Linked DNA regions of Mus musculus: all the other regions are linked to region 3. A link is a contact called in public Hi-C, HiChIP or PLAC-seq and promoter capture Hi-C data. All regions are on one chromosome and are shown on one strand. Each heading gives the region's core, a stretch centred on a gene start, on an enhancer-like site or on the middle of the called end of the contact. The rest is flanking DNA. Distances are from core to core; before and after follow the strand shown. Region 1 has its middle 99 kb from the start of Gm31324. Region 2 has its middle 160 kb from the start of Gm52576. Region 3 overlaps Gm13481 (predicted gene 13481). Region 4 holds the start of Acvr2a (activin receptor IIA).

Region 1 (3,009 bases), core at 358-2,857, 360 kb after region 3:
TCCAAGAGACCTACCATATCAACTCTTCACAGACAGAGAGCATCCTAGCCTTTCTGAAACCCACCCAGTGCTGATCATAGTGGCCTGTGAAATAGGAAGACCATGCCCACACTATTGCTAAGTGATATCTTTATGTGATTGGTCTTAATCATCATAGCCACATAGCCAGAAAGATGTTACTATTATAATTTTACAGATGGGGGAACTGAGGTCCAGGGAAGGTGAACAACATGTTTAAGAAACAACAATGCTGGAATTGGCTCCAGGGCGTGTCTTAATTCTTAGTTTGTCCAATGGAGAGCCCAGGTGTCAGAGACTGGCTGGCATTTCTACACAGTGGCCTTTAAACTAACCCCTACTTTCCCTAACAATGAGTTGTTTGTTCTAAATTCCAGATATTCTTAGAAACTGTTGAAATGAGTTAATTGATTGAAAGACATCTAATGTTGGGGTCGGGGAAGTATGCACAATGTAGTATCTAAGTTTGCTTTCTATTGCTGTGATAAATATCATGACCCAGAACAACTTGGGCAAGGAAGGCCTTATTTCGATGTGCAGTTGTAGTCCTTACAGGGGAAAGTGAGGGCAACAAGCCAAGGCAGGGACCTGAGGACAGGAACTGAAGCAGAGGCCATGGAAGAGTAGTGCTTCTTGCCTTGTTCAGCCTGTTCACTTACACATCTCAGGACCACCTTCCCATGGACAGCATCACTTATAGTGGGCTGGGCCCTTCCACATCAGTTATCAATCATGAAATCACCTCCACAGTCCTGCCCACAGGCCAATCGAACGAGGTACCTTCTCAATTGAGATTTCCCTTCCCAGATAACTCTAACTCATATCACACAGACATGACCCAACCAGGGCAGGAGTCACAGAAGAGAAATCTTCAATAATTTTCACCACGACAAAGGAAAAGAAGGATGGTAATGAGGCCTCTCATCAGAGCTTAAGATAAAATTACAGCAGTCTGACTTTCCAAAATCTCACCTCTTTTCAATCAGATGGAAACCAGGCTCCTTTTGCAACATTTTTTTTCCAGAACACTTCCAAGTATTACTTCTCATTATTCTTATATTATTCCATTTGCATTTTAAGCATACAGTGTAAAGGCTTGAAAACAATGAAACATGCAAATAAGGAAGCTGAAAGTGTTCTTTGAGAAGTTAAGTGATGAAAAGTAAGAGCATTCAAGCTCTTTAAATGCAATACATTATCTATTAAATCGGCTTCTCTGCCTTTCCTACCTTCTCCCTGCTTTTGTTACACTCTGCCTTCAAACAAAAAAAAAATTTTTTTCACAAAGGCATTTTTTTTGGTAGAGAAAAGTAACTTTCAGAGTGTGAATTATTTATTTTTAATCTTACAAACATAATGTCTTTTTTGTAAGGGAAAGAGTGTACCATGGGTGGGCAATTCTATGGTTTTCTGTTGCTGCTATTGAAGGCATTGTCTAATTAACAGGGACACATATGATACAGGATATCTCGAAGATGAAGAATCTTCTTTCTTTCTAGGTCAAGGCCTGTGAATTCCACTAAGAATGCTAACTAGTTGAGCCATCACATGACCATTCAAGTTTCATTACAAAGGGCTAGATTTTATAACTTCTGCTTTAACAAGTCAGTTTTCAAATTTTCTGCTTTAATAATCTACATGCTTGGTGGGGGGGGAACCAATTCTCCTTTATTTAACTGCCTTTTAAAGCACTTAAGATAGCCATCTACACAGACACTACTCATAGTAAGTGTGTCTTCATGACAGCAGTGAGAACAAAAGCTACCAGCTCCTTCTCCAAGGATGCCGAGAAGGTAGTAAAATCTTCAATACTTATTTAAAGGCACCTCAAGCTTTCTCCTGGGAGACCATGTTTTACTTCCCTTCCATCCTTCAGCTCTTTCACTCTCTGAAGATTCTGACTATACATCTGTTGTCCTTTTATAGATAATACTGGGTAGCATCAGCCCTCTGTGTGTGGGTATGACTGATCTCAGGAAGTTTGTACGTACTAGTGGTGAGTGACCACAAAGAAGATGATGCTTCTCTTCTGATCTGTCTTCAGGATTTTTACAACATCCTCATTTTTCACTTCTCCCTCACAGGCCTTTCAATCTGCTCTGGAGGGTTCATCTCCGACAGCTTCTCCCACCTGCACAAGTTAGATTCCTAGGCACGCAGGATCACTTCCTCTCACAAGGACTTTATTATAAATTCAGACCCCCAAGATAAAAACTTATTATTTTTAAGTACAAAATTGATATAAACATAATTCATAAGTACAGAAAATAATTTTTAAACAAAAGAAAGAAAAATCCCCTCTCATTATTCCAAACAAACACAGGCTGTATCCTTCCAGATTATATTTTATGCCATTCATATATAAATATATATGCATATACATATATATATACATATATATGTTTATATGAGGCCATACGCACATGTTATTTCCCATGATTCTACTGAGTTACTGGGAATACTCAAAGCTCTTTCTGGAAAATACCTGGTGTACTCTCCCTGAGCCTTGTTATGTCTAACATATAATTAGAAGGATATGGAAAAAAGACTCTGCGTTTAGTAAATCAAGTCACTGAACATATAGAATCCAGAATGAGTCTCCTAACTCCTTCTAGCCCTAACACAGTAGGGCTCTGTTGGGGCTGGGACCAGTTCCTGTGCCCCAGAGATCAGAGCACAGTCCTTGAGTGTGTCCAGCCAGTCCCTCTGGTGCTCATCTGTAAGCTTGCTGAGCTTGCGTCTCCTCCTCCTTCTTCTCCTGTTTTGTTTTCAAACAATTGTAATATCCTCAGGGTAGTAGAAGCTCTTAGCATCCCCAGGATCATATTAGGTAATGACTCCAATCACAGCAAGAAAGGATCTAGGTCTCTCATCTTGGTTCTCTTAACAGCTGTATTTTCATATATTTCTATTTCCTCTTCCTGTATTGTCACATTCTTAAGGTTCCTCTATTTTCCTGAGCTGGCACTAATATATCTTTCTTTTGATTAA
Region 2 (2,946 bases), core at 233-2,732, 340 kb before region 3:
GTACTCTCTGTCACTGTGCCATTTTCTCTACACATAATCCCTTTAATCTCTGAATAATATGGTTATGTTTTGTTAATCATATTTTGCAAATTCCTTAAATATAAAATAAAATAACATAAAGGGGGGGTCTGAAGAAAATTCAATCAACTATACCCTAAATATCAACAAACAACACAGCCATCAAAACTGATAGAGTGACTTCTTTCTTCAGTATTTCTTCCAGATCTTTGTCTCCAAGTGAATGTTTTGTCTGGTCACCAAGACCAAGGAAGTCACCATCAACTGTCAAAGCCTCTATTGACTATCCTCCATTTAGTACCCTCGACTCCCATGCTCTTTATCATGGCCTCTGCTTAATTGTCCTTCAAAATGCTTCTCCCACATCTTCTTTAGCCATAGGTCACATTCACTGCCAGCTTTGTTGAGATACAGTGCCACTGGACTACCTCCGAACTCTTCATCCTTCTAAGGCTAGTGACTTCTCCCTCTGATATTCAGTCTTGTGTCAAAGTTATGTGATGTAGAATATATAACGTGTTTAAGATCTCTAAATACTGCACACAGCAATTGTATGGCATTGCAGAGAAATTCTAAATTAGAAACTGGGTGTGGTGATGCATACCTAAAATTCAAAAGAATGAGGCAATGAAATTTTGAGTTAGAAGCCATCCTTGAATAACAAGTAAGACTCCTGCTAAAAAATCAAACCAATAAATAAACAAAAGAGGTGAATCTGGAAAATAGGGTTTATTTAGACAAAACCATGGAGTTTTGGTGGGGAAATTCTGAATTTGCATGCCATAATCAATGTAGTGTCATTTTGTGAAATTACAAGTAAAAGTAATATAAAAATGAATACTATTGAAGAAAAGATAACATTTGAACTGTATTAGAGGAGATTTCACAGGAAAACAAGATCATTAAAGAGTAAATTCAATAGGCATTCCCAATGGAGGCAGGAATGTCCAGCATGTAAAAGTTGTATCTAGATAACTGTAGCAAAACAAAACAAAAACAAAAACAAAAACAAAAAAAACCAACAACAACAACAACAACAACAACAAAAAAACCAAAAATACACAAAAACCTAAGTAAAGAGTGGTAAAGACAAGATTGGAAACCCAGAGTGGAGTCATACTGCAGAAAACTCTGAAAGCTTGGGCAAATGAACTTGTACTTGGGCCTTGGGAAGCCAGCCTTCTCTCATATCTTTTACTTACTTACCTCCAAACCCAGCGTTGGGTCCTATTTTCTCTCCTTCTCCATCTGCCTCATGGTGGAGAGGTACATGCATCTGTTCTGAGTCGCCTGTCAATTTCTCGATGAGGCAGATGGTCTATTTCTGATTCCAGACTTTGCCAGACCCCCCTGAGTTTTTCATCCTCTGTCCCTGGGGATTTATTGCCAGAGTGGCAACGGTTACCATGTGGCAGATGAGACTACAGAATAAGTCTCAGCAGATGAATTCTCCCGGGAACCATCCAGCACATTAGCTCCTGCCCTTTTCAAAAGCATCACACTCTCATAGATTGGCATGGTGAAGAAGGCCACTACAATTCAGACCTGCTCTGAGGTAAATTATGTTCAGTGCTTTTTCTTTGAGTTAGCCATCCTTGGTTTTCTTCTCCTGGGAAGATTTCGGTATGAGGTTCTTCATTGTGAATGGGCCAAAGCAAAAGAAAGTTAATGCTGTGTCTGTCTATGAAATTGAACCTACTATAGTCTCCTTTAATTTTATACATAGCTGGATAAAAATCATACGCATCACCCCCAAATGTTCTAGTACATGTTCCCAACAATAACCAGGGAAGTCTAAGACTTCTTCTTATATTTGATTCATCAGGATCCTTTATCTTCTCTTGAATATATCTGCATTATTACCTATCCAGACTGTGTTTTACTAAGACTATCATAAGTTTAATATCTAGACCATACTTTCTAATTCTGTAAGGCAGACATCAACAAACTCTCTGGGTCTGTAATTGATAAATTATGTAGTCATTAACCAAAGGACCCAACCAAAACTGGACAAATCCACATAAATTCACTGTTCCTCAGGGTGTAGAAATATGGAAAGTCCAGGAGTATTCTAGGTACAAAAGACTAAGAGTTATAAGTATAATTTATTATACTGGATATATTCTCCACCTGCAGGCAGAGACATTGTTTGACAACTATGCATAATATGAACTTTTACTATAGACTTCCACATTACCAGTCACTATATATCACTTAATTAGGATTGCTCAATTATGGTCTAATGCACTGAACTCCCCAGGATATGACTGGATATGATTCTTTCGAGCTAGAGCTGGAGTCTTGCTGTGTCTACAGGAGTTTCAGGGCTTGTAGCCAAGTATTTTGAATGAATAATTCTCTATAATTTTAACTGACTACTCCAAACTTTGATTTTTTTTCCTTGTTGTGGATTCAGGTGAACAATGGATATAAGAAAGGGAATGGGAAACAAAGAAAGGAGAACAAAGGGGAGGAATATTATATATAGACATAAAGTCTATTTAAAGTTGGGAACCAAGAATATAATCACTGGAAAAAGATGAGTTTTTTTTTTATTTTTAAAGCTTAATATTGTTCCTATTTTGAGGGTTCAATAAAACCACAGTTTTCTCAAGCTTTTGAGATGGATACTTCAAACATGGCACTAAGAACTATACATTCTTCTCAAATATAATATTTTTTTAAAATTCAAGAAGCATTTTTATTTGAAGATAATATTTTTCAAACTTCAAAAAAAAATGGGCCTAGAGCCTTTTCCATGAGGCTTCTTAATGTACATTCAATACCATATTTCACCTTTTCTCTTTATACTCTTTGTGATAGAACACATTCTGATTTATAATCTTTAAAACAAAAAAAATTAAAATAGTGTTACAGTTCTAGAATCTGCGCACACACATTCCCATTTGCACACAGGCATGCCATTCC
Region 3 (2,873 bases), core at 306-2,805:
TAGTCCCAAAGCAGCCTCTTTAAAAGAGAGCCATTATTCCCTTTTCATAGCTGAGGAAACTATGACTTAGAATGGAGAGATCCAGTATCATATGGCTTAGTGTATAGGAAACACTAAGAATCAAACCCACAACTGCCAAACACCACCGATCTCCAGTAATGCTTCCTAGGGGATGCTACAAATAGCACACACTCACACTGGAAGGACATGGTGACTGCTCTGCCTCCTCTCGTATTTTTCTCAAATGTGGCTATCTTCCTATCTTCCAGGGGGCAGGGTTTGGCATATTTTAATGAATAAATAAATACAAAGTTTGCACTTTCTATTTTTTTTGTCTCTATAAATTGTCTCTTCTAATTAATGAATAGCTGCACTTGTCCTTTGGTATTGGTAATTTCATAAAGCCTCCCAGGGTGTTACCCAGTTGAATTGGGCGTAAGGAAACAATATTAGCTCCAGGCATGGAAATGAATGGATTTAGAGGCACTAAATCAGGAAAGCAAATGGGTTCTCACAGCTCCATGCTGTAGAATTAGTTTCAAATATTCAACAGACACATCAAGTATGAGCTTTATAAGCCCAGAGCTGAACACTGCCTTTTGCTCATTTTAAAATCCACGCTGTGAATTTTAAACTCCTGATAGCATTTCTAATAATGGCATCTTCTAGAAGCTGAAGTTGTGAGAGACCAGGGAGGGTCAGACCACAACCTCTTTGTGTGATATTTATATAGCATATAGACCTACGAACGATTTTTAAATTAAGAAATTTCAAATTATTTTCCCCCTCTGGATCCTCTGTGCTATGGCCTGTGTCCACATCTCCTAACCCAATTTACATACTAGAATTTACCAGGACTTCATAGATACCTGTCTCAGCTATTTCTTTAGTACTTTCAGGTGACTCCCCTCTTCAACTTCTATCAAGAATGGACTTTTCTTATTTCAATTGCAAATGACAAATCAGCTTTATCTTCCAGAAAGTGGGGACTGCTAGGATAAATGTACTATTTTTAAAATAAGGTATAAAATATTTTTTGTACCCTTGACAGCCATTACAGCAAGCTACCTGCTGGCTGCATGCAGCGCGTTAGTAAACACAAAGTGGAGTGTGTCCGGCTCCTTGTTTCCTGGAACTGTTCTCTGCCATCAGGGGCACGTAGGAAACTGGTCGATCCCTCATCTCCAGAGAGATCAGCAAAGGGGATCACTTTCCCCAAGACTGAAAGCATAGGCATGTCTTTCAGATGCTCACCAAGGTGAAAGAGAAAACAGTGCTTTGATAGCCTGAAGGAATTGTTCCCCTTTCTTTTCCTTCTGATACCTGAGCTATCGCCAGTTGGTATCTGAGATGCTTTTTGCGAGGAGGCCTGCCTTAGCCACAAGGGGCTGGGGGGGAGGGGGGGGTTACCCTCTTAAAAGAGAATGCAGAGCCACTAGGTCTCTTCTCTGCAGCTGCCAACCAGGAAACAGCGGGAAAAGTCCAGGCTTACCCTCCCCAGAGAACGCTGGATGTACAATAGTTTTCTCCCTTTCTAAGCTGCACTATCGCTGGAAGCTTATCCGCTTCTAACTCCGTCACGTCTGTAGCTTGGTAACTCGGTTTCCTAAACAAAATTAAAGGAAGTGTCAATGTGAAATTGAAAGTGAAACTGGCAGCAAAGGGCAAATCTCCCGGGCCCTTAATGGATTGGAAAACCAAATGGCAATTTCCAACTAGGTCCCTTGCCTCAGGCTGCCTTAAAGCAAGGCAATCACATTGGAGCCTACTCTTTCGATAATTTTATCAATACATTAGGCCCCGCAAAGTTTGTGTGCAAACCTCTTGTGCTTAGTTAGAACAAGTGGTCATGTGTGGGATGTTCAAAATGCTTCCGATCCTAAATAGATCACCCATCATGATCTTCCCGGTGCTTCAAACTCCAGCCATTTCTCCAAAAACAAAGATGAAGATCACTATTAAAGATGGACCACGGCAGGCCCCTTCTAAGTAACCGCCTCGGATAAACGTGGAGAGCAAACTTTTTGCTCCCTTTGACGTGTGTAGAATTTCCTGTGAATTTAGGTGAAATTAAAACAATAAGAAATATAGTCAAAAAAAATAAAATAAAAATAAAAAGCCAAGCCCAAAGGGCTTCTTGATATGTGTATAATCAGTGACATAAGTGTTAGATATTCTGTCTCCTTACATCCAAGAAGACAGGCTAGACCGGGCTATCCCTATGTCAGAGACACCTTGTTAGAATATGGGCAGGGTCATAAAGTAAACTAAGAATCTCTGAGAACTGCACTCCCCCGCCCCTTACTTTATGCAAACTTGAAGAACAACAGTGATAGAAGCAAAGCTCAATTGCTGACACTTTCATTTCAGAACGAACTCATGATGTTAGAAAATAATAGAGTATTAGTATGGTGTAACTGTCTACCGGTCTATCTTTTTCCTGCAGAAAGCAGGCAGCCCTGGAAACGCCAGGCAGCCAACCGGGCATCATGGGAGTGTTTCTGCTTCGCAGCCATATTCCCTGTGCACTTAAGAAAGCTAATCCATTCTCCAAATCGGCCATGCTGCCTCCTGCTTTGCCTTCATTCTCACAGATATGAGAGCCCAAGGAAGATGATCTGAGAAACTCAGGTTTCAGCAAGCTATGCATATTGAGAGTGAATTCCCCCGCTCCCGCCCTCTCTTTTGGAAAATACTCTGGACTTAAATTGCAACCCTTGGAGCCAATGAGTCTGGCTCTAGCTGCTTCATCATTCATAACCTTGTTATGCAAATAAAACAAGTATAAATTAAAATTCTAATTGAACTCTAATCCTGAAAAGTAGTCCTTCCGAAGCATTCTTAAATGACACCAAATTCCTGAGCATCCCTGA
Region 4 (2,700 bases), core at 131-2,630, 480 kb after region 3:
GTGGCAACTCTTCGTTTCTGTCCAGCCTAAACTGTTTGCAGAACTACATTCGATTTACTGAGGCATCCTGAAGACCAGTTTGGGATTTTGTTGCATAATACCATCAATTCTGAGCAGGGCTTGAGAACTGGAAATCTTGGAGAGAGTTTAAAGAGCCACAATGATTATTAACCCTGACAAGTAGTAGAAATAGGCAGATAATTATAGGATGTACTTAATAGACAGAAATATAGAGCAGTTTATAGGAAGAGAAAAAGAAAACAAATACAAGTGAGTTTGTGGAAAAATGTGGGGATCAGTGTACACTAAAACATTAATTACCCATCCCACAGTTGCTTCCTTTTTTTCTTGAAAATGTCTCCAAACACAGAGGTTACTACTGTATTAAGAAAAAAGGGCAAACTTCTAGGTATTTACCTATCTACTGAGGAAGCATTCCTGTCAAAACCTTCAGAATGCTGGAATAAAGTGGAAAACAAGATCTCCCCCTTTATTATACCAAATTGTGCTAAATGGCAGACGAACTGACTCTAGCAATCATCCTTTGCACGCTATAGCCAACTTCGAATATCCCAAATAGCCGAGCTTCTGGAGGTAGGGCTCACATTTTTACATTCTGTATGTTTCGGTGCTTAACTGAACACCCGATCAACAGTTCAACATGGCTTACGGGGTAAAAACAGGTCTTACAAGAGGCTAAGAATTGATAACACCACCGTCTCTGACGGTCCAATACACTGAAATCTGCGATTTTCACTTCAAGCCTAATACAGACTTTCACGCCAACTAGGAGCAAACCTGTTTGCAACACAATGCTTTGTGTATACAAGGTGTGGTGGATAGGATCCGAACCTCACATCGAGCTATCTGGCGAGGGTGTCCTGACCTGGCGGACAGCCCTTCCTGCCTTTATTTTTTAGCCCAAAGACAAACGTGGGGAGGCCTCGGCGGCGGGGGCGCGGCCGGCTCGCGAGCACCGAGCTCGCTCGGGCAGCAGCGGGTGCGGCTCCCGCCCACTCGGAGCAAGTCGGCGCGGCCTCGGCGTCCCCCAGAGGAAAGGCTGGGCGCCGCAGTCGGCCTTAGCATCGCCCATCCCGCTCGGGCGCCGCGGCTCTCGCGCCCGGGCGGGCACCGCACTGGGCACACCGGGCGTCTCGGGGCCGCGGCGGGCACCCGCAGGGCCCGCCGTCCCGTCTGCTCGGTCTCGGTTCCCGCAGCCTCGCGAGCGCGCTCCGGATCCGGCCCCGCCCCTCCGGCTCGCCCCGCCTCCCGGACAATCTCCTCGCGCTCGCCGCCCGGCACGCGCGCTGCGCCCGGCCGCCGCTCCCGCCGCCGCCGCCACCGCCGCCGCGGAGCGTTTCTCCGCCGCGCCTGGCTTCCAGCTTCAGGACGGAACCGGAAGTGTAGGGGGCGGGGCCGGCGGAGGCCAGGAGACCGAAAACGCGGCCGAGCCGGGAGCCGGGAGCCGGAGCCACAGCCTGGACCAGAACTTGGCCGCCGCCTGCGCCACCGTCTCTCCCGTCGCCGTCTCCCGCGGCCGCCTCGCACCGCCACCGCCGCGAGCTCGGCTACTGTGGTCCGCGGACTTTGGGTGTCCGGGTTGAAGGTCGGTCCGGACGTCGGAGCAGCTCGGCTCCCGGACCGTCCGGGCGGCTGCGGGCGCCGCCGCCGCCGCCTCGTCGCCTCAGCCAGGCGTTTTGTTCGCTGAGACGCGAGAGGCGAGCGGAGCTGACAGTGATTTTGACAGTGATTCCAACCCGCTTTTGTTGTTGTTGGCTTTTCGTTGTTTGGTTTGGTGTGTTGTGCGTGTATGTGGCGGTTTTTCCCCCGTGGTACATTTTTTTAAATTGTTGTGCCTTTTTTTTAAATCCTTTTTTTTTCAACCCTGTGAACGTTTTTTGCTTCCCCCTCCCCCCCGCCTCGGGGCTTCCGAATATGTTTTATGACGGTTGATTTTACACCAGGAGGTTTGTCTCCGAGGAAGACCCAGGGAACTGGATATCTAGCGAGAACTTCCTACGGCTTCTCCGGCGCCTCGGGAAAATGGGAGCTGCTGCAAAGTTGGCGTTCGCCGTCTTTCTTATCTCTTGCTCTTCAGGTAGGTGGAGGAGCCGGCGCGGCGGGGCTGTGGCCGGGTGCCGGGTGCCGTCTGCTGGGCAGTTCTCGGGCCGAGGCTTTTCCCGCGCCTAAACCCGCAGCCCCGATCATCTCGAAATCTCCATGAATTCCACTTGTTTTGGGTTGGTGTGGCGAACTGATAGGTTGAGTGCTGTGTTGTTGTGCAAGTGAGAAAGTCATGGTTTGTGGCCATAACACTCGATGACAGCGCTGGTTGGGTTGCTGTTCAAGCCGCAAATACCACAAGTGAAAATTTATGTAAAGGTTTGAGACCCAGAAGGAGGTATTCCAAAATGTCATTTAGCCTAAGCTGTTCCAAAACAAGGACCGGTTTTGGTCGTCATCTAATTAGTGCTTCACCGGTGAATATCGAGACATAGATCAAGTGAGCTGGTGTTTAATTTTGACTGTGAGAAACAATGCATCCTATCAGCGATTTAATCTAGGTCTCCTCTCACGTCTTCTCCAACTACATTGTCCAGTAGTGTTAAAAATAGTTTTAGTTGCCGGAGTATTAACCCTAACCCAGTGCAGAAGAGGTATGCTGCTGTGTGTTGGTGGTGTGTGCTGGCTTTCACCCAC

The links. Promoter capture Hi-C pulls out the DNA fragments that hold promoters and counts their contacts. Hi-C and Micro-C count contacts between places; a contact is called where the count stands out from the background. HiChIP or PLAC-seq counts read pairs in DNA pulled down with a chosen protein or histone mark.
Region 1: a contact with region 3 is called in an H3K4me3 HiChIP or PLAC-seq map of bone marrow-derived macrophages, with 4 times the contacts expected there. The contact joins two enhancer-like sites. A contact is called at or near these places in 2 of 115 datasets of contacts at active chromatin or transcription factors (bone marrow-derived macrophages and effector CD8 T cells).
Region 2: a contact with region 3 is called in a Hi-C map of olfactory sensory neurons, with 1.8 times the contacts expected there. The contact joins two enhancer-like sites. A contact is called at or near these places in 1 of 15 datasets of contacts at CTCF or cohesin (large pre-B cells), 3 of 484 Hi-C or Micro-C datasets (cerebellum, large pre-B cells and olfactory sensory neurons) and 3 of 115 datasets of contacts at active chromatin or transcription factors (CD8 T cells, large pre-B cells and memory CD8 T cells).
Region 4: a contact with region 3 is called in a promoter capture Hi-C map of liver, with 2.6 times the contacts expected there. The contact joins the promoter of Acvr2a here to the enhancer-like site in region 3. A contact is called at or near these places in 8 of 39 promoter capture datasets (the 3T3-L1 cell line, 3T3-L1-derived adipocytes, cranial neural crest and 3 more), 1 of 15 datasets of contacts at CTCF or cohesin (large pre-B cells), 11 of 484 Hi-C or Micro-C datasets (CD4 T cells, DN3 thymocytes, the N1E-115 cell line and 8 more), 15 of 115 datasets of contacts at active chromatin or transcription factors (CD8 T cells, bone marrow-derived dendritic cells, cardiomyocytes and 11 more) and 1 of 9 other capture datasets (adipose tissue).

The regions. Positions count from the first base shown.
Region 1 is chr2:48,692,699-48,695,707 of GRCm38.p6, forward strand. No RefSeq gene overlaps it. Among named protein-coding and RNA genes, the nearest start is that of Gm31324, 99 kb to the right of the region's middle. Within about 2 kb of position 1,608, at least 28 of the 459 cell types and tissues checked have an H3K27ac peak or open chromatin away from gene starts, as enhancers often do. A contact at or near this core is called in bone marrow-derived macrophages, where this site is marked.
Region 2 is chr2:47,992,994-47,995,939 of GRCm38.p6, forward strand. No RefSeq gene overlaps it. Among named protein-coding and RNA genes, the nearest start is that of Gm52576, 160 kb to the left of the region's middle. Within about 2 kb of position 1,483, at least 6 of the 459 cell types and tissues checked have an H3K27ac peak or open chromatin away from gene starts, as enhancers often do. A contact at or near this core is called in olfactory sensory neurons, where this site is marked.
Region 3 is chr2:48,331,471-48,334,343 of GRCm38.p6, forward strand. All of the region lies in intron 1 of Gm13481 (predicted gene 13481), which reads right to left. Among named protein-coding and RNA genes, the nearest start is that of Gm25338, 51 kb to the right of the region's middle. Within about 2 kb of position 1,556, at least 83 of the 459 cell types and tissues checked have an H3K27ac peak or open chromatin away from gene starts, as enhancers often do. A contact at or near this core is called in the N1E-115 cell line, adipose tissue, bone marrow-derived macrophages and 8 more, where this site is marked.
Region 4 is chr2:48,812,729-48,815,428 of GRCm38.p6, forward strand. Acvr2a (activin receptor IIA) reads left to right here and starts at 1,381. Exons shown (of 11, transcript NM_007396.4): 1 at 1,381-2,098. The coding sequence starts at 2,044.